Linked DNA regions of Mus musculus: all the other regions are linked to region 1. Evidence: chromatin contacts called from public promoter capture Hi-C data. All regions are on one chromosome and are shown on one strand. Each heading gives the region's core, a stretch centred on a gene start, on an enhancer-like site or on the middle of the called end of the contact. The rest is flanking DNA. Distances are from core to core; before and after follow the strand shown.

Region 1 (3,020 bases), core at 220-2,719:
CACACACACACACACACACACACGCATCATAACCATAATTATAAAATCCTATAATTCTGGGGAGATATAATAGTAGACAGCATTATTTGAAAAGTGCTGCAGGCCGGGTGTGGTGGCGTACGCCTTTAATCCCAGCACTCGGGAGGCAGAGGCAGGCAGATTTCTGAGTTCGAGGACAGCCTGGTCTACAGAATGAGTTCCAGGACAGCCAGGGCTACACAAAGAAACCCTGTCTCGGAAAACCAAAAAAAAAAGAAAAAAGGAAAGGAAAGAAAAGTGCTGCAGGACCTGTTCGGGACCCTGGATTCAATCCCTAGCGCCTCACAGAAGTAAAAAGAACAAGAAAGAATGCCATGCCGCTGTCCACTTAGAACTCAATCAATTCCCCTTTTTTAAGCCAATTTTGTGCCAGCCCTTTCCCACCACAGCATGCAGACACCGCTGAGTTTCAGAGAACTAACTGCCCAGCTGGGAATGGCACCTTGCAGCATGCATGCGCGTGCACACATGCTCCGGAGCACTGTGCCTGTACCCCCTTTTCCACCATTCCATAGTCCTTGCTAAGACCGGGAAGTAACAAGGCTGGAATTACTGGGCAGAGGAAGAAGCCACTGGATCCCTGCTGTAATTGTGTGGATCCTACATTCACCTTCTCTATGCTCTTTGTGTTAAAAAAAAAACATTTTCAGATCATTCCCTTATGCTATGCATTCATCTGAAAACAAAACAAAACAAACCTCTCCTTTAGTCTTTCCTTACAATACCGGTTCATTTCGATAATTTCACCAGAGTATGAAAATATTGGGCGATGGAAGAACTGGACAGTATTATCACTTATCACTTCTAAAGATACCTCACTTCCTGTTGTCACAACCAGGATAAGGGCCAACAGGTAGTCCCAGCATTCAGCCAGTTTCTCTAGATGCTAACATTGACCTTAGATAACCACAGATGCTCTGTTCATTTTTCCTCCACCGTGACGTGACCCACACTAGCCAAGTGTTCTCTACTTTGTATAATCCGCCAAAGTATTCGTTAATTAGTTTAAAAAAAAAATAGCCCTGGAATGGTCCAGAAAGGTGGCTCCACGCACACTCACTGAACAATTACATGTCTAGCCCTTAGAAATCATTGGTAATTATGAAATTGTCCGGTCCAGATGCCTAAAACTTTGTTTTCAAGACTTTCCAAGATAGCAGATGGCCCAATCCCATATAGAGGGTATCAGATACAGGACCGGCTTGGGAAAGTTCCAGGAGGGCATCACAAAGAAACACTGAACTGTTTAAAGACAAGCGAGGCTGAGCTGAACTGGCCCTCCTGGGAAGGGATGTGAATTGTCACAGGTATGCCAGCTGGAAGGAGTGAGCTGACATCTGAGGACCCTAGGCGCAGAAACCCGCCGCCATCACTCGACCTCTAGAAACATCTGGGAAAACTACAAAACTCCCGTGTTGCTTTTCGCTTAGGCGGAGGCAGGGGAGCCCCGCTGGGCGCCAGCAAGGACCTAAACGCAGCGACCCGGGTCCTCCCCGCCTACATTCTCCATCTTCTCCATTCATACGTCCATCAGCGGAGGACTGAAGACCAGAGCGAAGGGAAAAGCCAGAGTGCATGGTGTGTGGGAACTGCGTCCCACCCTCTCCCGGGAGAGGCTCCGGCGAGCCTTTCCCCTCCGGCGCCCGCCTCACGCGGCGGCGCCCACCGCCTCAGTGAAGCCCCGGGCGCGCAGTCTGCGCAGTTCCTGCCGCCGGGCCGCGAACCAGGGCCCGCAACGCGGCCCAGCCTTCTCCGCCCTCCTCGCCGTGACGAATCGGCGCCCGACTGGGACGGGATCCAAATTGGAAGACTTCTGAGGAAACCCAGGAGCCTGACGAAATTTTTTTTAAAAATCCTTGGCGCCCTAAGCCTCGCCGCGTGCTCACTGGAAGGGCTGTTCGTCTGCCGGGAGCCGGCCGCGGCCGGCAGACAATTCCCGGGAGCGTGTGGAAAGTGCGAGCGCGGAAGCTCCGGCGCGAGGGGCGGGGCGAGCGCGGGACAAAGGGAAGCGAAGCCGGAGCTGCGGGCGCCTGCTCGGCCCGCGGGTGAGTGTTTCCCAGTGGGCCCAACCCGGTCGGGGAAGGGTGGCGAGCGGTGGTGTTTCTGCTTGGCGGGACCCCGAGCTCCCGCGGGGTGCTGGGGTTCGGCCTCGGCTGCGAGGCGGGAGCTAGAGCCGGTGCGGCCTCGGTGAGGCCTAGCGGCGGCGGGGCAACCCCGTCCGGAACAGCTCCTCGGAGGCGCCGGTAGTCCCTTTCCGCGGGACTCCCGACGCCGGTGAGCACCAATGCACAACCCCCTGCAGGGGAGTTTCCAGAAAAGCTCGCCCTCCGCCCGCCACAAAACTCCAGGGAAAGGATCTCCGGAAACCCTCTGGGCAAGGCCAGCGGGGATCCTCACCCACCACGAAGGTGGTCGTCCCCCCCCCCCTTTGTTTATTTTTATTTTTTATTTGGTTCAGGCAGCGACTTAAGGATTCCCGGGGTGGCCTGGAGTGAAGTCTGAGACGGTGTGGGTTGGGTTTAAACCCATCTCTGACAATTCCGGGTCTCTGGCCTTAGACACTTAATCGCCCCGAGACTGTTTTCTTCCTTTGTAAAATGGGGACAGTCATACGCATCGGGTAGGGTCGTTGTGACTAGTGAGTAAGACTGTGTTATAAGCCTGACCAGTAAGGTAATTAATTCAATAAATACAGAGTTGCGTCCCAGGCACAATGGTTAGATCCACTCACTACTAGAGTTTATATGCTTAGCCCGGGAGAGCAATCATTTGTAAGTATTAGCAGTGAAGTGTAAGGTACCAGGGACCCTGTCACAGTTTCTGTCGGGGCTCCCCACAGCAAGGCCTACTGGGTGTTGATGGAAGGAAAAAAAGAGATGAATTGAAAAAACTTAGCTATTTCCACATCAGAAACTCTTACCTTGATGATTTGAGGCACTTCCTTAAAATGAAAACTAGGAGAAAAAAAAGTGTATTCACCA
Region 2 (3,020 bases), core at 148-2,647, 2.0 Mb before region 1:
CTGGATTATACAGGGAAGAACCTCTCTGGAGAAACAGCAGCCCAGCCCCTGGGCTGGAAAGTTCAGGGTTGGGGGCAGGGTATGCCAGGTAGGAACTGAAGGGTTGCTGGGAGAACTTGGAGGCCAGGTCCACTTTGATATGTAAAATATGCACCTCAGTCCCTTTTCTGCAGACACCTGCCTCTGCCTCTGCCTCCAAAGTGCTGGGATTAAAGATGTGTGCCACCACTATACCTACCTCCAAAGTTTTTGATAAAAGGAAAAGAATAGTGGAGGCTGGAGAGATGGTACAGTGGATAAGAACAAAGGCGACTTTAAAAAGGACCAAGATTTGATCTTCAGCACCTACATGGTACCTCACTACGGTTAGCAACTCCAGTCCCAGGGGATCTGATGGCCTCTTTTGGCCTCCAAGTATGCCCACAAACACATGGTACAGATACATACACCCAGGCACACACACACACACACACACACACACACACACACACACTAAAACAAACAAATGCATCGTTAAAAAATAACTAAAAGTCCGGGGAGTGGTGGTGCATGCCTTTAATCCCAGCACTTGGGAGGCAGAGGCAGGCAGATTTCCGAGTTTGAGGCCAGCCTGGTCTACAAAATGAGTTCCAGGACAGCCAGTGCTACACAGAGAAACCCTGTCTCGAAAAAAACAAAAACAAAACGAAAACGAAAAACCACCCCCCCCAAAAAAACAAAAAACCAAAACCAAAAACCACCATAGCATGTATTAAAACACACATACGCAAATAAATAAATAATAAAATATTTTGAAAAAAAGAACCTGTTCGTTTCTGATGATGGATATTTCTTGCCTCTATAGTTACTATTCCCTTTTTGTAATATTAAGTATCTTGTGGAGAGGTTTAAAAAATATTCTCGAGGGCTGGAGAGATGGCTCAGCGGTTAAGAGCGCCGACTGCTTTTCTGAAGGTCGTGAGTTCAAATCCCAGCAACCACATGATGGCTCACAACCATCCGTAATGATATCTGATGCCCTCTTCTGGGGTGTCTGAAGACAGCTACAGTGTACTTACATATAATAAATAAATAAATAAATATTAAAACAATATTCTCAAGCCGGGCGTGGTGGCGCACACCTTTGATCCCAGCACTTGGGAGGCAGAGGCAGGCTGTCTTCCAAAATTTGACTTGTAAGTTGTCTAAACACGGTTGGCAATGGTGCGCTGCTGAATAAAGTCTTCAAGAAGAGATCTGTGGCTCCAGGATGACTTTTCTCTGACAGCGCCACCTAGGAAAGTGTCGGACTAGAGCTACATCACCTTAGCGAAAACACACACCTGCGAAGACCGCAGCCCAGGTGATCCACCCTCAGAGTGCGCACGCGCACGGAGGGGAGGCGCGGGGCGTGGCCGCGGCGCAGGGGCGTGGCCGTAGCGCGCAGGCGTCCTAGTGGCGGGTGGCTGCGTCTCAGGATGGAGGGTGAGTGAGTAAACAAGACGGGGCTGGGCGGTGGGGCCGGGCCTGGGCTTGGCGTGACGCTTGAACCTCAGGGCTGGGGAGGCGAAGAAATGAGGAAACTGAGGGCCACACCATTGCCTGACCCGGGGTAGCGCGAAGCCTGTCGTCCCGAGTGTGGTGGGACCCGGGGCGACAGCGCGTGCGAGCTGCGGGGGGCCGCGTGGCGGAGGGGGCGCGGCGGGGGCGGACCCGGCTGGTGGCCCGTGCCAACGTGGGTGGGCCTTGGCGTCTGCCAGGGGACCCTGACTCTTGTAAGCGGGAGGGCCAGAGGCCCGGGTGGCTCGGGCTCGCAGAGGCTTTGAGTGATGTTGAGGAAGGGGTGGCCAGGCCGAGATGCCCGCCAAGTGTGAGAGGTTCTTAAGACGCCCAAGTGTCAGGGTCGAGATTCCCGGGGTCGCGCGGCACCTCCTCAACATTTTGCTCCCGGACCTTGTCGCTGGTCTAACTCGCCTCACTTTAGTTCCGGGTTTGAGTGAGGATTTGTCTTCAAACTGTGACTGTCTCTCCCGTCCCCAGAATTCCCAGAAACGATATGTAAATGAACGCATCCCGAAGTAAAAGGGAAGGTGCTATATTTGGGACATAACTTGTCAGGAAGTAGATGTGAGACAAAGCTTTAAGAGAATTTTTTTTGGGGGCGTGTTTCGAGACAGGGTTTCTCTGTGTAGCCTGACTGTCCTGGAACTCACTCTGTAGACCAGGCTGGCCTCGAACTCAGAAATCCGCCTGCCTCTGACTCCCAGTGCTGGGATTAAAGGAGTGCACCACCACGCCTGGCGAGAATTGTTAAGATTTAGTTGTTTGGGTTTTTGTTGTTGTTGTTGTTGTTTGTTTGTTTGTTTTTAATGTGTGTGCACTCTATGTATGGATGGTTCCAGGGACATCGAATCCCTTGGTACTAGAGTTAAGGATGCTTACATACCACCATGTGGGAGCAGGGAACTGAGCCAGTCCTTGTTGTTTGCAAGAGCAACAAGTGTTCTTAACCGCTGAGCAGGCTTTTCACCATGTGGGACGAGCTTACTTTGGTCAAAGTGACCACTGAGATGATGTAGGTGGTGGGGCACAAGGAAGAGAATGGAAATAGATTAGATGGAGGTTAGTGTTGGAGGTGTGGGTAAACTGATTAGCCAAAGTATGGAACCTATGCCTTGGGAAACAGAGCCAAGGATCACAAAGAATTGGATATGTACAGGGAGGACATTGAAAATGTAGAGACTTTTGGGGTACATTTGCTACATGATATCTCAGAATAAGAAATCTTCAGCCCAATGAATATTTTTGTTGATTTTGGTCTCTGCATAGCACCTGGCTATCTTTGAACTCTCCCTGTACACCAGGCAGGCCTTGAACTCACAGGATCCTCAGGCCTCTACCTCTTGGGATTAAAAGGTATGACTCACCCTCCACCCAAAGATTTTAAGACGAGGAAAGGACATTGGATGTCTTTCCAGCCTGAGAAGGTTTGACCGCTGCCCCAGTCTTTTGATTTTTGAGAAACCTGTTTTCAGCCTTGG
Region 3 (3,020 bases), core at 334-2,833, 1.6 Mb after region 1:
AACCAGGGTCCTGTTGGCACCTGGACGATGCCATAGCAAGCTAAGGGTGGGGGAAGGAGACTCACTGAGCAAAGCCATCAGCCAATGGTTCCCCCCCCCACAGAGTAACTGGGGGCAGGCAGGGAAGAGACCCAGCCTACTAAAGCCAGCCCAGTAGGTGGGGCTGCTCCCCAGACCCGGGATCACTCAATGGAACAGGACTACAAGAAATGTCCAACCGCATAGAGCCAGCCTTCAATCACACAACCAAGCATTTCAAACAGGGGCAAAAAGTCTGACAGAGTCCTTGACCTTAAACTTCCAAAGATCCTCCATTCTCATCCCACCCCTCTCCCTTTTTTCTGGACCTGAATTCCTCCCCCTCCCCCCCCCCCCCCCCCGCCGCCTCTGCCCTGACCAGTCCCCTAGGCACCAGAACAAGAAATAGTCATGATTGTAACACGTTTTGTTGTTATGAGGGGAGGGGGGGTGCTTCTTAAAGGGCCAGTAAGGGATAAGCCAAGGAAGTCGGGGGTTCAAGGACCTCATCTTCTGCCTCTGTCACACGTACAGGTCAAAAGTGAAAACAGAGGGCAGGTGCGGGGCAGGTACCCAGAGGAGAGTGGCGGGAAAGGCCCGCAGCCACAGCATTAAGGGTTGTCTTGGGAAGGGGGGTGGTGGTGGTTGCCTGTGCCAGACAGGCGGAGATGCCAGCCTGCGCCCTCGGCAAGATTCCTTAAGGAGTTAACTCCCGAACCATGTGCGGCGGCAGGGGGAAACTCCAAACCTCTCTCTCCTCCATTCCGGCCCCCTGTAAAACCGCTCTCCCAGCCTCAGCTCTTCCCCGGAGGGTTTCAGGATCCCTTCTCCCGTGGGACCCTTCTCCTCCCTTCCCAATTCCGCTCCTCCCAGTATCCGGAAGCGAAGGGGGATGACCCCCCCTTGACCTCTTCCTCCCGGAGCGGGAACCAAAATAAACCGGGCGGGAGGGGGGGTTACCTCGCAGGTAAACATTCCCGGGACAGCCCTGACACCGGCGGTGCGGGGCTCAGGGAGTTCACTCCTTGCGCCCTGGACTCTCCCCAAAACTCCTTCAACTTGGGGTGGGGGGCGCGGGACTGAACAATAGGCAAGAAAACAATGCCTGACCCGGTCCTGGAGGACCAGGCTGGGGATGGGGGGGAGCCCACGCCGCCTTTCGCTTCAGGTGGGTGGGGGAGGGGCAGGCGCCCCAGGAGGGCTCCGGAGGGCGCGGCCGAGGGCACCCCGTGCGCGCGCCGCCCCGGGGTCCCGCAGCTCCCCCCCCCCCGCCGGCCGTCTCCCCCCTCCCCTTACCTTGGTGGACGGCCACGCTGCACGCGTGCCCATCGCAGTAGACCAGCGGGTTTTCGGCCCAGCCCCTCTCGTCCGAACATACGCAGCAGCCTCCTACCATCTCCTTCATACTCCCATGAGCTCCCTCCGGGGCTGGGGCTGGGGGCCGGCCGGCGGGGGTCGGGGGTCAGGGGGGGAGGGAGGGAGCGGGGGCCGCGCGCCTCCTCGCCCCCTCCTCCGCCGCCGCCGCCGCCGCTTCTTTTCTTTGCCTCCTCCTTCCTCCTCCTCGGCGTCCTCCTCCTCCTCCTCGCTCGCTCTGTCTGGCCGCCCCCCCCGCCGTGCTCTCGCCCTCATGCCCCGACGGGCCCCCCCCCCCCAACAATGAGACTCGCGCGCCGCGCTCCCCTTCCGCGCCGCTCGCCGGCTACCAGAGCCGCCCGGCCGCGGTGCAAGCAGGGCCCGGCGGGGGAGGCGCCGAGTGGCACATCGCGGGCGCCCGCCCGCCCCGCGCCGCCCGCTCACGCGCCGCCCCCCCGGCCCCCCTGCCCGGCCGCGGCAGCCATGGCCGCGCGCCTCCGCTCGCTCGCTCGCTCCCGGCCCGCCCGCCGCCGGGTAAAGTCTTAGGTTCAGGGAACAAAGCCTGGCTTGGTAGGGAGCTTTTCGCTCGTGCGCTCAGTGCAGCTTTCCCCGTCTTTTCTTTTTCCCTTTATGACTCTAGGTGGGTAGTTCCCGAGTCCTCCCCTCCGTGTCACACTTTGGGTCTCCGGTCTCCCATCCCCCTTCTCTGGGTGTTCTTCAACCCTAGGGAAATCTAGGGAAGATGAAAAAAACCAGGGCTCTTAAAAAGAACTGGAGCGATGTTAAACCATTTACCCGTGCTTGTTCTTGGAATGGGAATGGTGTCTCTGGATGGCAGCTCATGGGTGCTGTCCCTGGAGGTCACTCTGGAGGGTAGACAATGCCACGTGTAAACTTTTACTTACTTTACAAATCTTTTTTGTTAGTTTGAGACAGGATCACCAGTAGCTCCGGTTAGCCTCGAACTCACCACTTAGTGAAGGATGACCTTGAACTCCCAATTCTGCCTCTGCCACCAAAGTGCTAGAGTAAAGGCGTGCACCACCACGCCCCGCACAAAAATTTGTTGAATGCTAGAGTCGGCTGCGCGCCAGAGTAGAGGTATTCCTGCCCTCCAGGAACTTCCCTTTGAAGTCTTCAATGTCAAGGTCTCTAGGCACCTTAGGGGTACAATGAGGTACCCCACCTTAATTCAAGATCTCTGTTCTAAGTCGTAACTCCACCCCTAGCCTCAGGGCGTGCCTTGCGTTTTAAAGTGAGTAAAGCTGCCTCGGAAGTGCTTGCCAACAGAATCACGCCTTGACTTCTGGGCAGGTATAGAATCACAGTAGCGTACAAAAACGCACCACGAAGGATTAAAGTCCCCGAAATTGGGTCTAGGGTTTGATGGAAAGCGACCCAAGACTTCCCCCAGACTGGTATAAGCCCAAAGACGAGATCTGATTCCCCTTTTTTCTTTGCAAGGGGAAAGACGGCGCCCCCACAGGGACCAAAGGTCAAATACCCCCTCAGCGGGAGGTTGGGTGGCAGAGGGGAGAAGGCAGCCCTGGGGGCTTCATCCACACTTCAAAGACCTCTAGGCCGGGAACGCTTCCTGGGGGGGAGGGGCAGAGGGCTCGGAGAGGAGATGGCGGGCTGGGGGATTGAGG
Region 4 (3,020 bases), core at 274-2,773, 1.5 Mb before region 1:
CTGTTCCATGCCCTAGGCATTACATGGTCTCTGGGGGTGGGCTTTGATTTTATAAAAGTTTTGAGTAGTATCCCCGGGAGAGAGATGCAGAAAGAGGCCAGTGTTGGAGGATGAGGTTAAACAGAAGTGGTCCTAATTCATGCCGGGCGTGGTGGCGCATGCCTTTAGTCCCAGCGCTAGGGAGGCAGAGGCAGGAGGATTTCTGAGTTCGAGGACAGCCTGGTCTACAAAGTGAGTTCCAGGACAGCTAGGGCTACACAGAGACACCCTGTCTCGAAAAACAAAAAACAAAAAACAAACAAACAAAAAGTGGTCCTAATTCATACAGAAGGAATTAGAAGCAACAGAAACAGAACTGACCTGTGGTAGAAGGGTTAGTGGTTTTCATCTATAGTGACGGGTAGAGAGAACACAGGTAGTCTTTGAAGGAGCGCTAATTCTGACTGGGGGCAGAGTGAGGGAGATGAGGGGGTCTGGTATATTTGGGAACAGAGCCTAAGAAAGAAAGCTTAGTCTGTCGTGGTGGTTGCACATGTGTTTAATCCCAGCACTCCAGAAGTAGAGGCAGGAGGATCTCTGTGAATTCAAATACAACCCATCTACAAAGTAAGTTCCAGGCCAATCAGGACTACATAGTGAGAGCCCATGTGAAAGGAAGAGAGAGTGAGAGCAACCCTTGGCAGCAGCAGGTCTCCTTTTCAACCATTTAGTATCCTCTAGACAACTCCTTCTTTTAAAAAAAAAAAATTACATTTCTTCAAGTATTTAGCGGGAGGGAGGGTGGATGGGTGGTTGTCAAAAGACAACTAGTGGGAGTCTGTCTTACTCCATGTGAGTCCTGGGCACGGCACTCAGTCAGGCTTGGCTGCAAGCATCTTCACCTGTCGAGCCGTTTCGCTAGCCCCCAGAGAGCCCATTCTATAGAGCTCTCAGAGATTTCATCACCTTTTTTTTTTCTTTCTTTTTTCTTTTTCTTTTCTTTTCTTTTTTTTTTTTTTTTTTAAGCCAGGATCTTACTACATAACCCTAGCTGTTACTCACAGAGATCTGCAAGCCTCTGCCTTCGGATCGAGCCATTACACCTGACTCCATCGCCTTTCCTATAATAGAATGTCCTCAACAATCAGCCTCCTGGGCGGGCTTGGCTTCTCCAAGTTGCCGAGGGCACACGACCGGTCTGCGCGGCTACGTGAACATCATATTTTTCCTTTCTCAATTCTGCATGAACAGCCCTCTGTCTGCTCTCTTGGAAAGCTCAGCCACACGCCTTCCCTCGCGGCACTTGGAACTGGCAGTGACGCGATAAGCAGGCCTGGACCGGCTCCGCCCCACCGGCAGCCGGTTCCACCCAAAACCCAAGTGCCAGGCAGCCCCCGGCTCCTCCCTGTGCGGAGAACTACAAGTCCCGCCATCCCTCGCGCGCACTCTCCCTCCTTTCCCGCGTTGATTGTGGGTAGGATCGGAGTGTCTCCCATTGGTCTGTTCTTTCTGTCAGTCACCTGGGAATATAGAGAGGCGGGGCAGAGCTGAAGATCCGGATCCGGAGCGGCTGAAAGGCGGAAGTGGAGGCCGGAGCCTGGGACACCGCCGGGGGTGGGGGGGAGAGGAGCGGAGTCTGTGGAAGCCCCGGCCCAAAGTAACGCTGCTGCCCGGAGCCGCGGTGAGTGTGCCTGTCCCAGGGCCAGTGTCTCACTTGTGTGGTAGCCTCCCTGGGGTACCCTTTCCTCCTGCCCAACCTTAGCTTAGGGGGACACTGACCCCTCCCCCGACCCGTAGCCCCCTCTTAGGGGCTCACCAGGGCGTCAGGCCAAAGGGGGAGCTCCTCTTTCCTTCGCTAACCTGTCCTTCGGGAGCCTTTGGGAGTCTTTTGAGGCTCTCCTCTGGCCTGTCCAGTCCACTTGTGGGAGAGAGGGACTCTTAAGTTCCGCTCCCCACCCCCTCAGCTTTCAAAATCAAAGAGTCTTTACCAGGTGCGAAGGAACCTGTCCCCCTTCTCTTTTAGAGGTGACGGAGAGTGCTGTCTCTCCTGGTTTTCCTTTCCTGTGTTCTACGCCTCCCACTCCCCAATCCCAACCAAAAACCCAGTTGTCCCCCTGCAGCCCTGAAATTATCTTTATCTCGATTTCCTTTCGGAGATGCGGGGATGGGGGGGGGGGGATGTCGGAATGAGAGTGTTGTACACGCACAGAAGTGTTTTTGCGCGCTTACAGTTCCTTACTTCCTCTTGAGCTTACGAGGACCTCAGCAGAGTTTGAATTCTGGGTCACTTAGACGGAATGGCAGCCTTCTCCTTGGACTGCACGTTATGCCCCCAGCCCTGTCTTAAGTTCTCTCAGTGTGTGTTCGTCTTCCTGCCTCTAAAGAATTTAGCTGAGCTCTGCTCAATCCTAGGGACAGATCACAGATCAGGGAGGATCTGCCCATTCATTATCTTCTGTCTCCCCTCCTCCTTCCCCCCTGCTTCAGGCCCAGCCCTGTCCTTCCAGAGCATGTGAGTGGTTTCCTTAGAGAGACTGCTGCCTGCTTATCTATAGGGGTGGAGAATAGACCAAATAGGAGTAGTGTGAAATTGAGGCACCATCTCTTAACCACCCTGAATCACACACCACTATACACTTGAGCAACAGGTCCATTCCTCACCAGAGTCTCCACTCCCCTCTTGGCTTGGACTTTTTCACAGAGCAGTTAGTCCACATCACCGTGGCAGGTATAGTTTTCGTCCGTAAAGGAATTGCTTATGTGTGCTGGAAAGTGCCAGTTCCCCTACTGTATTGACACAGGATTCTTGTGTTTTCCTTGGGACTTAAGTGTGTGAAATGGCTGGTATCTCTGACCAAGCTGGAAGGTTCTCTTGTTATGCGGCCAAAGTACAGGTTAGAGACTGCCTTCCTGAGGAGTAGCCTGATTCTGAAGCCACAGCTGACCCTTGCTGTCTTGCAGTGGAGGAAGAGTGGGAAAGCCATTCAGTCCTTGGGCATCTCTGATCAACTTTTTTTTTTTTGGTTTTTTGAGATCTGATC
Region 5 (3,020 bases), core at 347-2,846, 1.4 Mb before region 1:
TTCTTCCTTCTAGATTTGTACAATGTCATAGAACTTGGGTGGTACAATGTTTTATTTTCCCCCTCCATTGTGGGGTTCAAACCCAAGGACTAGTACATGTTAGACCAGGGCTCTGACAGTCAGCCCTGCCTCCAGCCCTAATTGGGAGGGTGTGAAAGCAGCTGGTGTCCTTTTTAGCTTTTGGATTCAGGATGTGACCAGATCCTTCACTCAAGGTCTTCTGCCAGTCTCCCGGGCCCAGCAACACTCACCCACGACATGGTTCCCGTACAGAAGCTGCTCAAGGATTGAAGTTTTGCCCACAGATGCCTGGCCGCACACGACCACCTTGCAGCTCTTCCCCATGCTTAGCTTTCAACCTAAAAGGACAGAAGCCGTGTGGTGAGGGAAGACAGAATCCAAACAGCAGGCCAGGGAGCATCAGGGAGTTAGCACCACCCTGATGTTTACCGAACTACTGAGCAGTGAGCTGTAATTAACCTCCTTATCCCATGAGTGGCCAGGATTTGGCACACAGCCAGGGTGGGGTTAATGGCACCACAAAGGGAGGGGCTTAGAGAGTGGGGTGACAAAAACAGCTGGCCGGGTTTGTTCCTGTGCACAAGATAGGGCACCAAATACTGAAGGAAGTTCCACAAATACTCCTGTTCTTTTTGTTTGATTTTGGGGGGAGGGGGTTGTTTTGAGACAGGGTCTCATGTACCCCAAGCTGGCTCCCAGCTGATGAAATAGTTGAGGCATATGCACACCAGGCTGTTTTCTCCTTTTAACCATGACTTCCGTGAAGAAAGAAGCAGGGATTTTAGATTCTTCTTGACATCTTTTCCTCAGGGAGAGTGTGCAAATATGGAGAAAAACTTTCTTTCTTTCTTTCGGGGGGGGGGGGGCGGGGTTTCTCTGTATAGCCCTGGCTGTCCTGGAACTCACTTTGTAGACCAGGCTGGCCTCGAACTCAGAAATCTGACTGTCTCTGCCTCCTAAGTACTGGGATTAAAGGCGTGCAACCACCACTGCCCGGCATAACTTGCTTTCTTGAATGACTAATTTGGATGGCAATAAATTCCATTTAACCATTCCCAGTTGAATCCACCGGTAAAATAAAGATCTGACAAGAAACAGAATAAAGAGAAAAGTGCTTCCGAAAGATGGCTTTTACATCCCTTGAACTGACAGGCACAGAGAAAGCTCAGATTTATAAACTCTCTTGAGACTGCAGAGAGAGGTCCTTCTAAAGGGAAACTTCCTGACACAGGCACCCGGGGAGCGCCAGTAATCGCCCCTTCCTCCTCCCCCCAGAAAGCAGAGATCCAGAGGTAAGCCTCAAAGGGGTCCCAAGCAGAAACCTCTCCAGGAGAGTTTCCTGTCGCTCATCTCCACCCCGTGGTGTGAGCCTTTTAGTAAGCGACACTCGAGAGGCTGCCAGAGGCCGCCGCCACAGAGTACCCCTGAAGGGCACCCCTCAGAATCTCAGAGGCAATCACAGGACAACCAAAGTGAATCCGAGACAGAGGCCGCGCTGAGCCCTGCCTCCCAGCTCCATACCTCCCGGGTCCCCGCAGCACTCCCGCTGAGGTGCCCCCCGGAGTGGGCCGGACCATGGGAGGGGCAGCTCGACCGTAAAGACGGCCCTCTTCCTCTGGGTGGAAGGACTGACCCAGAGGTCCCGCCCCGCAACGGCCAGCCTTCAAGACAACTTCCGGCGGCGTAAAGTGAGCGCGGATCGCACAGCGCCCCCAGAGGCCGGCGGGGAAATACCCACCAGAACTTGTGTCTGGTTATTAAGCCGATGTTCCAGGCTCTGACACTAAAATGTTCTCTCTCTAAAAGACAGTGACCAGTGACGTTTCGTTCTATCATCTATGCGACAAGTTTTCTTTTTCTTTTCTTGGCTATGCTATGCTATGAATGGAACCCAGGATCGTGCACATACTAGGCAAATGCTCTTTGAGCCTCAATTTTTTTCTTTTGATTTTCAAGACAGGGTTCCTCTGTGTAGCTTTGGCTGGCCTTGAAATCACTCTGTAGACCATGATGGCTTTGAACTCACAGAGATCCACCTGCCTCTGCCTCCCGAGCGCTGAGATTAAAGGCACATGCCACCACGCTCAACTAACCATGCAATTTTTTTGAACTTAGAATGGAGGCTCACATTTGAATCCCAGCACTTGGGAGGGTGAAGTAGGGAGATTTTCTGAAGACAACATAGTCTATACAGAGACCCTGTCTCAAAAACAAACAGACAAAGAAACCAAACACCCCAGCACCTACTTTGTCTTGTTTGTGCCTTAAGTAGGGCCATATACAAAGGAAAAGCTACAAGTTAGAATGATTGAACCATAAATTCATTGTCTAGAATAATTAGCCAGCCAAAGTAACAATTAAAACCAACCATGATGAATGCTGTTATTGAAGTGGGGTGCTATGGGCATGGCAGAGGGGCATTTAACTTAGAGGTGACAGGTACCAAAGAGGAGGGAGGAAAGGGGGGTGTCTGTGTTCATGTTTGAAGGGCCGAATAGCACAGAGATTTCTGAAGCAGAGGAAATACAAGAACCATGACATTTCTTGTATCAGTCTGGGTTCTCTAGAGTCACACAACTTATGGAATGTCTCTATAAATTAAGGTGATTTACTGTAATTACTTACAGTCTGTATTCTAACTAACCCAATAGTGGGCAGCTGTGAATGAGAAGTTCAAGAATCTAGTAGTTCTCTCAGTCCCACGAGGCTCGTTGTTTCAGCTGGTCTTCTGCCTAAGCTGGAATCCTGAAGTAGTAGGTTCCAACAGATGTGCTGGCAAGTAAGTGCAAGCAAGCAAAGAAGAGTGAATCGCTCTTCTTCCAACGTCCTTATGAAGGCCTCTAGCAGAAGGTGTGTCCCAGATTAAAGGTGTGTGCCACCAGGTCTGGATCTGGAACTTGCTTTGTTGCAGGCTGACCTTACACTGAGATCTGCTTGCCTCCATCTCCTGGGATTAAATGCATGTAACTACCTTACCTGGGTTTAAGCTTTTCCTGGTC
Region 6 (3,020 bases), core at 258-2,757, 1.3 Mb before region 1:
CAGGATGAGCCGAGCCAGTGTGGACTTGCCGCTGCCCGGCAGGCCGCGCAGGATGAATAGCGTCTTGCACTCGTGGAGGGTAGCCACCGTGTCCTCATCTTGAAGGAAAGGGAACTGCAGCTCTGGCTTCTCCTTTGCTCCTGAGGATGACATTTTCCTGAAGAAGAGCTTGGGCAGGAATGTGTGGCTTTTGCGGGTAAAGCTTGTGTTCTGTGTAAGAAGGGAGGAGGAGATGTCAGCCCCGGCTCCTCAAAGCCAGCCCGCAAGCACCACACCCTAGTCTCTGGCCGAGTTCTCCCAGAGGGGGACCGCTTGTCAGTTGAGGAATCCCCAAGCCTAACTTAAAGCACCCTTGAATGGTGGATGCTTTCCCCGGAGGGGAATGGTGGATTTTCTTCCTCGCAGTAGATCCTTCAGTATCTTCAACAGCTGGGTTGTAAGGTAGAGGGAATCTTTCTGAAGCTACCTAACCTCTTAGTCTCTGGCTCCAAGGATCACTCTCTGCTCCCCCTCAGAACACCTTGGTGACAGGGCACGCAAGGGCAGCAAGTGCCTGTGGCTCCCTGTCAGCCCTAACTTATATATTCTTGGCACCTCTTAAGGATGTCCTGTTTGGAGGCCTGGGGCTCTATGTATGGGCAAAGCCACAGCTGCCTTGGCTCTCTTGAGTGTGCAGAGGAGGGTGAGGGCAGGGGAGGGTGACCCAAAGACCGCCTCCCTCCACCCAACAATGGCACCAACAGATAATACTCTCTTGTCTGGGTATAGGGGGACAATGGTCCCACAGAGGGCTGGTGGGGGGCAGGGCAGGAGGGCACTGGACAAAGGGCATATTCACAACCACCTCCTCCTCTGCTCTCTCAGTGCGCCCCCTCCCCCAATCTGTAGGATTAGGGCACAGGGCACCTGTATTCAGAGATCTGTGCCCCCTATTCTGCTGTGTGTTAGCAGCACCTCTCTGACAAAAACAAGACATAGCGGTTTCAGTTGTCATCTACAACGGCTTCCGCCCCTGAGAATTTAGCTGGCTTCTGGCTTCTCTATAGCCTTGTGCAGGAACCCACTCCCAGCGCGGGCTCCACAACAGCCCTGCACTCTCTGGTGCTACCCAGACCCATTTGCCAGCTGGTGTCGCCAAGGAGCATCGACTTTCACTTCCCTGCGGCGATATTTCCTTCTCCAAAGACACTAAGACTCCCCCAAAATATCCCCGCTCGCGCCCCTTGCCTTAGGGCTGCCTTGGAGGACCCAGAGGCAACTTCAACTCCGGAACCTGGTGTCCTCATTTGCAAACTACTTCTGCCCATGCATCCCCAAGAATCTCGCTTTCAGTTAGCCTCTCTCCCGCCCCGGCCCCCACGCACGCGCTGCGCTCACCATGATGAGTGGGCGCACCGCCGTCACCGCCTTTGCGGGTACTATGTCTCCGGGGCCGCCCGCCTGCGTGAGGGACACGGGCGTCTCCGGGTGTCCGGGGCCCCCCCACGCAGGGTCCCTTTCATAGCCTGGGGGCGGGGCGCGCGGACAGGGCGGGGTCAGCCCGAGCCTCTGCGCACGCGCCCCCGGGGAATGGAAACCTGAGTGCCAGGAAGCAGCGGTCTGAGCCTTGGCAGAAAGTAAAAGCACACCTGGACTCTCAATGCCAAGAAAGAGTCCGCCACGCCACCTCTTTGTTCCTTAAAAGTTAAAGTTTAACTTTTTCCCTTCTCTGAGACAGGAACTCACTATGTAGCCCTGACTGTCCTGGAACTCACCATGTAGATCAGGCTGGCCTGGTACAGAGATCTGCCTGCCTCTGCCTCCCAAGTGCTTGGATTAAAGACATCACCAGGAGAGAGATGAACTCTTAAAACAGGAGGCAGTTGCCTTTCCTGGGTTCCCAGGCAGGCTGGGATGAAATGGGTGCAGTCAGATAGTTTAAAATTTTGAAACAGGCTCATAGACCTTATCACAACTGACATGTGAAGGAAGTACCATTCAGGCCACGAAACCAGGCCGATAGGCATCACCGCCTCCTAAAACAAAAACAAAGACCTAATTCATCAAAGTCCATAATTCTGGGAAAGGCCCTAAATGTCCTAACCTTGATTTTTGGCTCCTATAGTCTGCTTCTGACTTAGGTGTGTCAACACAGGATGTGGTTTTTATGATTAAAAGCCTACCCTGAGAAAAGTGCTGGGTGGTGGTGGCACACACCTTTAATCCCAGCACTTGGAAGGCAGAGGCAGGTGGATTTCTGAGTTCAAGGCCAGCCTGGTCTACAGGGTGAGTTCCAGGACAGCCAGGTCTACACAGAGAAACCCTGTCTCAGGAAAAAAAAAAAAAAAAAAAAAAAAGTCTAGTGAAGGGGCTGAGGGGCTGGCTAATAAAGACTTTCTATTGGCTTCCGCTTGGGTCTAAGCAGTCTTCTTTGCTGGATATCCCCCAAAAAAGGTTTGTTTTAAAGATGAATCTCATGTAACCCAGGCTAAGTTCAAACTCTCTATGTAACAAAGGGTGACCTTGAACTTCTTATCCTCTTGCTGGAAATTCATACATACAAGAACATGTCAGCTGTTTAAGATGCTGGGGTTCCTGCAAGCTAGGCAAGTGCATCCTAGCTTCGAGGACGTGGTGACATTGTTCACTTTCACTTTTTTCTTTAATCCCAGCACTTGGGAGGCAGAGGCAAGCAGATCTCAGTGAGTTCCAGGCCAGCCTGATCTGCAGAGTGAGTTCCAGGACAGCCAGGCCTACAGAGAGACACCCTGTCTCAACAAAACAAAACAAAACAAACGGATATATAATTATATATAATTTCTCAGGAGCAGTTGAGATATAGCTTTGTTAACATGGCCACGTTACCCTGAGTTGAACTTCTAGGCCATGAATGATAGAAAACCAACTCCCTCGACTTGTTCTTCTCTGACAGCCACAGGCAGGTAGTAGGTGTGTAGGTCCGCACACATAAATGCACACAAAAATAAATTAAAATGTACTTTTTATTTCTTTGAGAGATCTCTCTGTCCAGCTCTGGCTAT
Region 7 (3,020 bases), core at 266-2,765, 1.3 Mb before region 1:
CCGACATCCTAGACGGACACACACTGCTTAGAGCAGTGAGTCTAATATCCTAAAACGACTCCCAATCCCTGTAGGGTACAATGGTGTAATTTTCAATAAGGTTACTACAGTACGCCCTAACTTCACCGACAACTTTCTTACAGGCAAGCCTGTGCCAAAGACTTCTACATTTAGCTTCTTGGGCAATCTGTGGCTAAGGATGGGAGACTGAATTTATCAAGAGAAAGGTAATCATGAAACATTTAATGATTGGTCACATTATGTCTCCAACTGGCAGGCATTAGTGAGAAACTATAAGAGAAAATGGCAAAAGTCAGGGTTTATGTGTGACAGTGGCATATCATGGGAACCAGGAGTATGATATCCACAAAATGGACCTCAGGGCTGCTGGTGATGAAAAAAAAATGGTAATTGGGTGGGACTGGAGATTTTTTAGCAGCTAAGAACACTAACTGACTGACTGCCTGCTCTTCCAGAGGACCCAGGTTCAAGTCCCAGCACCTACATGGCAGCTCACACCCCTCAGTCCATTTCCACACTCTAAGAGGGAAGTATGCATGTGGTCCATGCATGCTGGCAAAACACCCATCACATACAAATATTTTTCTTTAAGTGGTGAAGTGTGTGTGTGTGTGTGGTGGGGGGTGGTATCGTGTTGATTTATTGGTTAACAGCACTTACTATTCCTGTAGAGGACCCAGATCTGGATCCCAGCACCCATTTGGTGCTACATAACTGCCTGTAACTCCAGTTCCAAGGGATCCAGTTCCCTCTTCTGGCTTCCAAAAGTACCAGGCATGCATGTGGTATACATACACACAAATCTTTCATCAACAACACAATGGTGGTGGGTCCAGGTAGCAAGCTGGGGTTCCATCATTCCAGAGGCCAACTGCAAGATAGGGAGTTGGCCTCCAGAGGACATAAGGAGGGCACCTTCCTTTCAAATCATAAGTTGGGAATGAGGGTGCACATTGGAAGTCATCTCTCAGGAAGTAGGGGTAGTTCGAGACCACCCTGGTCTACAGAACAAGTGTCTATCTCAAAAGAGGAGCGGAGGCGGGGAGGAGGTTGAGAGAGGAAAGAAGAGAAAAAAAGAAGAGGGGAGAGGAGAAGGAAGGGGAAGGGAAAGAAGAAGGGGAGGAGGAAGAGAGGGAAAGGGAGGAGGGGAAAAGAGGAAGGCAACACAGTAATAGGATCAAAGCGCAACTCACGTTGGTAAAGCTTTGAATGGCCTTAGTGAACTCCCCGCACAGATAAAGCCTCTCCCCCTCTGCCATGTAAGAGGGAAAAGTGCTTCTTAAGATATCACCGTCCGACATGGTCACCCTACTTTTGGAAATTCTGAAGCAGATTCAGAAAGGAAAAGAGGCTGGAGAATCGCCGGCTTGTTTTGGGACAGCCCGGTCTCTTAGCAACCTAGAGAGATAGTCTAACTTCCGGTCCCTCCCCTCCCCTCCCCTGGCGGTGTTAGGCCTCCGGGTGAGCCCGCCCAGCGTGCTCATGCGCCTGTGTCGCCACGCTGCGCACACCGGTCAGACAAGTGCTGAGCGCGTGGCCGGCGGCTGCAGGACGCTGGCGCTCCAGAGTGATCGCTGTTTGCTTGTAGGTTGCTTCTCCCCTCCAGTTGCCACGTGGAAAGCCTCGCAGACAAAGCAAGCCAAGAAAATGAGAATTGGAGGCAAAATTCCAAGTAGGATTAAGGCTTAAGCACTCCAGGTCCCATTAGGAAGGAGAGAGAATTTTGGAACCGGAGTCAGAGGGCTTGGGCAGCCTTCTCTCTTGTCACTTCTTAGCTGCGTGATCCTTGACCAAGCACATTAGGGAACTGAAAAGTACGCGTTCTACCTGCCAAATGAACAGGAAAATAATAGAGCCCTCAGGGACGTGAGGATTTGCATGAGAATGCAATGGAAAGTGTGATGGGTTTAGCTTTCAATGTCACATAGTTATGGAACACTTGCTAATAGCAAGTCTAAACTAAGGTCTAGCCTGACATAATTCTGCAGCCATTCAGGAGTAATGGCTGTGGGGATAACTCAGTTGGTAAAGCGCATGCTAAGCATGCAGCTCTCTGTTTCAGTTCCCCCAACCCTGGTACAGCCCAGTGTGATGGCACCATCTTGTATTAGCCAGCCCTGGAGAGACAGAAAGACATGCATTCCTGAAGTGTCCCCTGGCATCTACATTCACATGTGCACAAGCACACACATGTTCACACACACACACACACACACACACACCACACAGACACAGCAGTACCTCTAAGTACCCATAATATCTTAGATAGCTAGCTCAGTTAACTGCCTCAACTATATTGGTTTTTTAAAACAGTCTTGGAGTTATACATGATTTTGAGCCACCACTTGGGTGCTAGGAGTTAAACCTGGGTCTTCTGCAAGAGCACCAGTGCTCTTAATCCCTGAGCCATCTCTCCAGCCCAGAATCTTGTCTTAAACTGTCTTTCCAGAATTCAGCTGAGCCAGGCTTGGTGGCCTGGGTCTTTAATTTTCTTACTCCAGAGACAGAGGTAGGAGGTTGGTTGTGAGATACAGGCTTTCTGGTCTCCATAACAAGTTCCAGGCCAGCCCTGGCTACACAGCGAGTTTCAAACACAAAAACAGAAACAGGATCCAGCTTAATGGGCATGTATTAGGAACAGAATCCAGCACACAGTAGGAGCAAAGCAAACCGTTTTCAGTCTCTAAAAAAGATGTCCTTACTGGCAAATGTATAAACACAAATGAGCACAACATCTGTAATTCTAGCACTTGAGAGACTGAAGCAGGATTGCCACAAGTTCAAGGCAGCCTCAGTTACATAGTGAGGTGAAGGCCAGCCCAAGTAACAGGGGAGTCTCTGTCTCAAGCCACCATAACTGATTACTTGGGAAAATGTGGTAAAGTCAGAGACTTTCATTAGTGCCAATACCCTTGTTGGTTGTTGATGTTGTTGTTCTTTTGTTTTGTTTTGTTTTGTTTTTCGAGACAGGGTTTCTCTGTGTAGCCCTGGCTGTCCTG

Evidence for each region. Promoter capture Hi-C pulls out the DNA fragments that hold promoters and counts their contacts.
Region 2: a contact with region 1 is called in a promoter capture Hi-C map of embryonic stem cells, with 2.3 times the contacts expected there. The contact joins the promoter of Ezh1 here to the promoter of Smarce1 in region 1.
Region 3: a promoter capture Hi-C map of pre-B cells shows a contact between it and region 1, with 2.5 times the contacts expected there. The contact joins the promoter of Mllt6 here to the promoter of Smarce1 in region 1.
Region 4: a promoter capture Hi-C map of liver shows a contact between it and region 1, with 2.9 times the contacts expected there. The contact joins the promoter of Rab5c here to the promoter of Smarce1 in region 1. A contact is called at or near these places in 1 of 39 promoter capture datasets (liver) and 1 of 115 datasets of contacts at active chromatin or transcription factors (embryonic forebrain).
Region 5: a promoter capture Hi-C map of pre-B cells shows a contact between it and region 1, with 6 times the contacts expected there. The contact joins the promoter of Nkiras2 here to the promoter of Smarce1 in region 1. A contact is called at or near these places in 2 of 39 promoter capture datasets (hippocampal neurons and pre-B cells).
Region 6: a promoter capture Hi-C map of pre-B cells shows a contact between it and region 1, with 8 times the contacts expected there. The contact joins the promoter of Cnp here to the promoter of Smarce1 in region 1. A contact is called at or near these places in 2 of 39 promoter capture datasets (hippocampal neurons and pre-B cells).
Region 7: a contact with region 1 is called in a promoter capture Hi-C map of pre-B cells, with 3 times the contacts expected there. The contact joins the promoter of Ttc25 here to the promoter of Smarce1 in region 1. A contact is called at or near these places in 4 of 39 promoter capture datasets (cranial neural crest, hippocampal neurons, liver and 1 more) and 1 of 115 datasets of contacts at active chromatin or transcription factors (large pre-B cells).

Annotation. Positions count from the first base shown.
Region 1 is chr11:99,229,466-99,232,485 of GRCm38.p6, reverse strand. It overlaps Smarce1 (SWI/SNF related, matrix associated, actin dependent regulator of chromatin, subfamily e, member 1), which reads left to right and starts at 1,469. Exons shown (of 11, transcript NM_020618.4): 1 at 1,469-2,084.
Region 2 is chr11:101,224,840-101,227,859 of GRCm38.p6, reverse strand. Ezh1 (enhancer of zeste 1 polycomb repressive complex 2 subunit) reads left to right here and starts at 1,397. Exons shown (of 21, transcript NM_007970.3): 1 at 1,397-1,464.
Region 3 is chr11:97,661,975-97,664,994 of GRCm38.p6, reverse strand. It overlaps Mllt6 (myeloid/lymphoid or mixed-lineage leukemia; translocated to, 6), which reads right to left and starts at 1,583. Exons shown (of 20, transcript NM_139311.2): 1 at 1,315-1,583; 2 at 1-40. The coding sequence starts at 1,423.
Region 4 is chr11:100,736,718-100,739,737 of GRCm38.p6, reverse strand. It overlaps Rab5c (RAB5C, member RAS oncogene family), which reads left to right and starts at 1,523. Exons shown (of 6, transcript NM_024456.5): 1 at 1,523-1,660.
Region 5 is chr11:100,621,531-100,624,550 of GRCm38.p6, reverse strand. It overlaps Nkiras2 (NFKB inhibitor interacting Ras-like protein 2), which reads right to left and starts at 1,596. Exons shown (of 4, transcript NM_028024.2): 1 at 1,543-1,596; 2 at 252-359. The coding sequence starts at 345.
Region 6 is chr11:100,573,426-100,576,445 of GRCm38.p6, reverse strand. It overlaps Cnp (2',3'-cyclic nucleotide 3' phosphodiesterase), which reads right to left and starts at 1,507. Exons shown (of 4, transcript NM_009923.2): 1 at 1,378-1,507; 2 at 1-210. The coding sequence starts at 1,380.
Region 7 is chr11:100,544,103-100,547,122 of GRCm38.p6, reverse strand. Ttc25 (tetratricopeptide repeat domain 25) reads right to left here and starts at 1,515. Exons shown (of 12, transcript NM_028918.3): 1 at 1,215-1,515. The coding sequence starts at 1,322.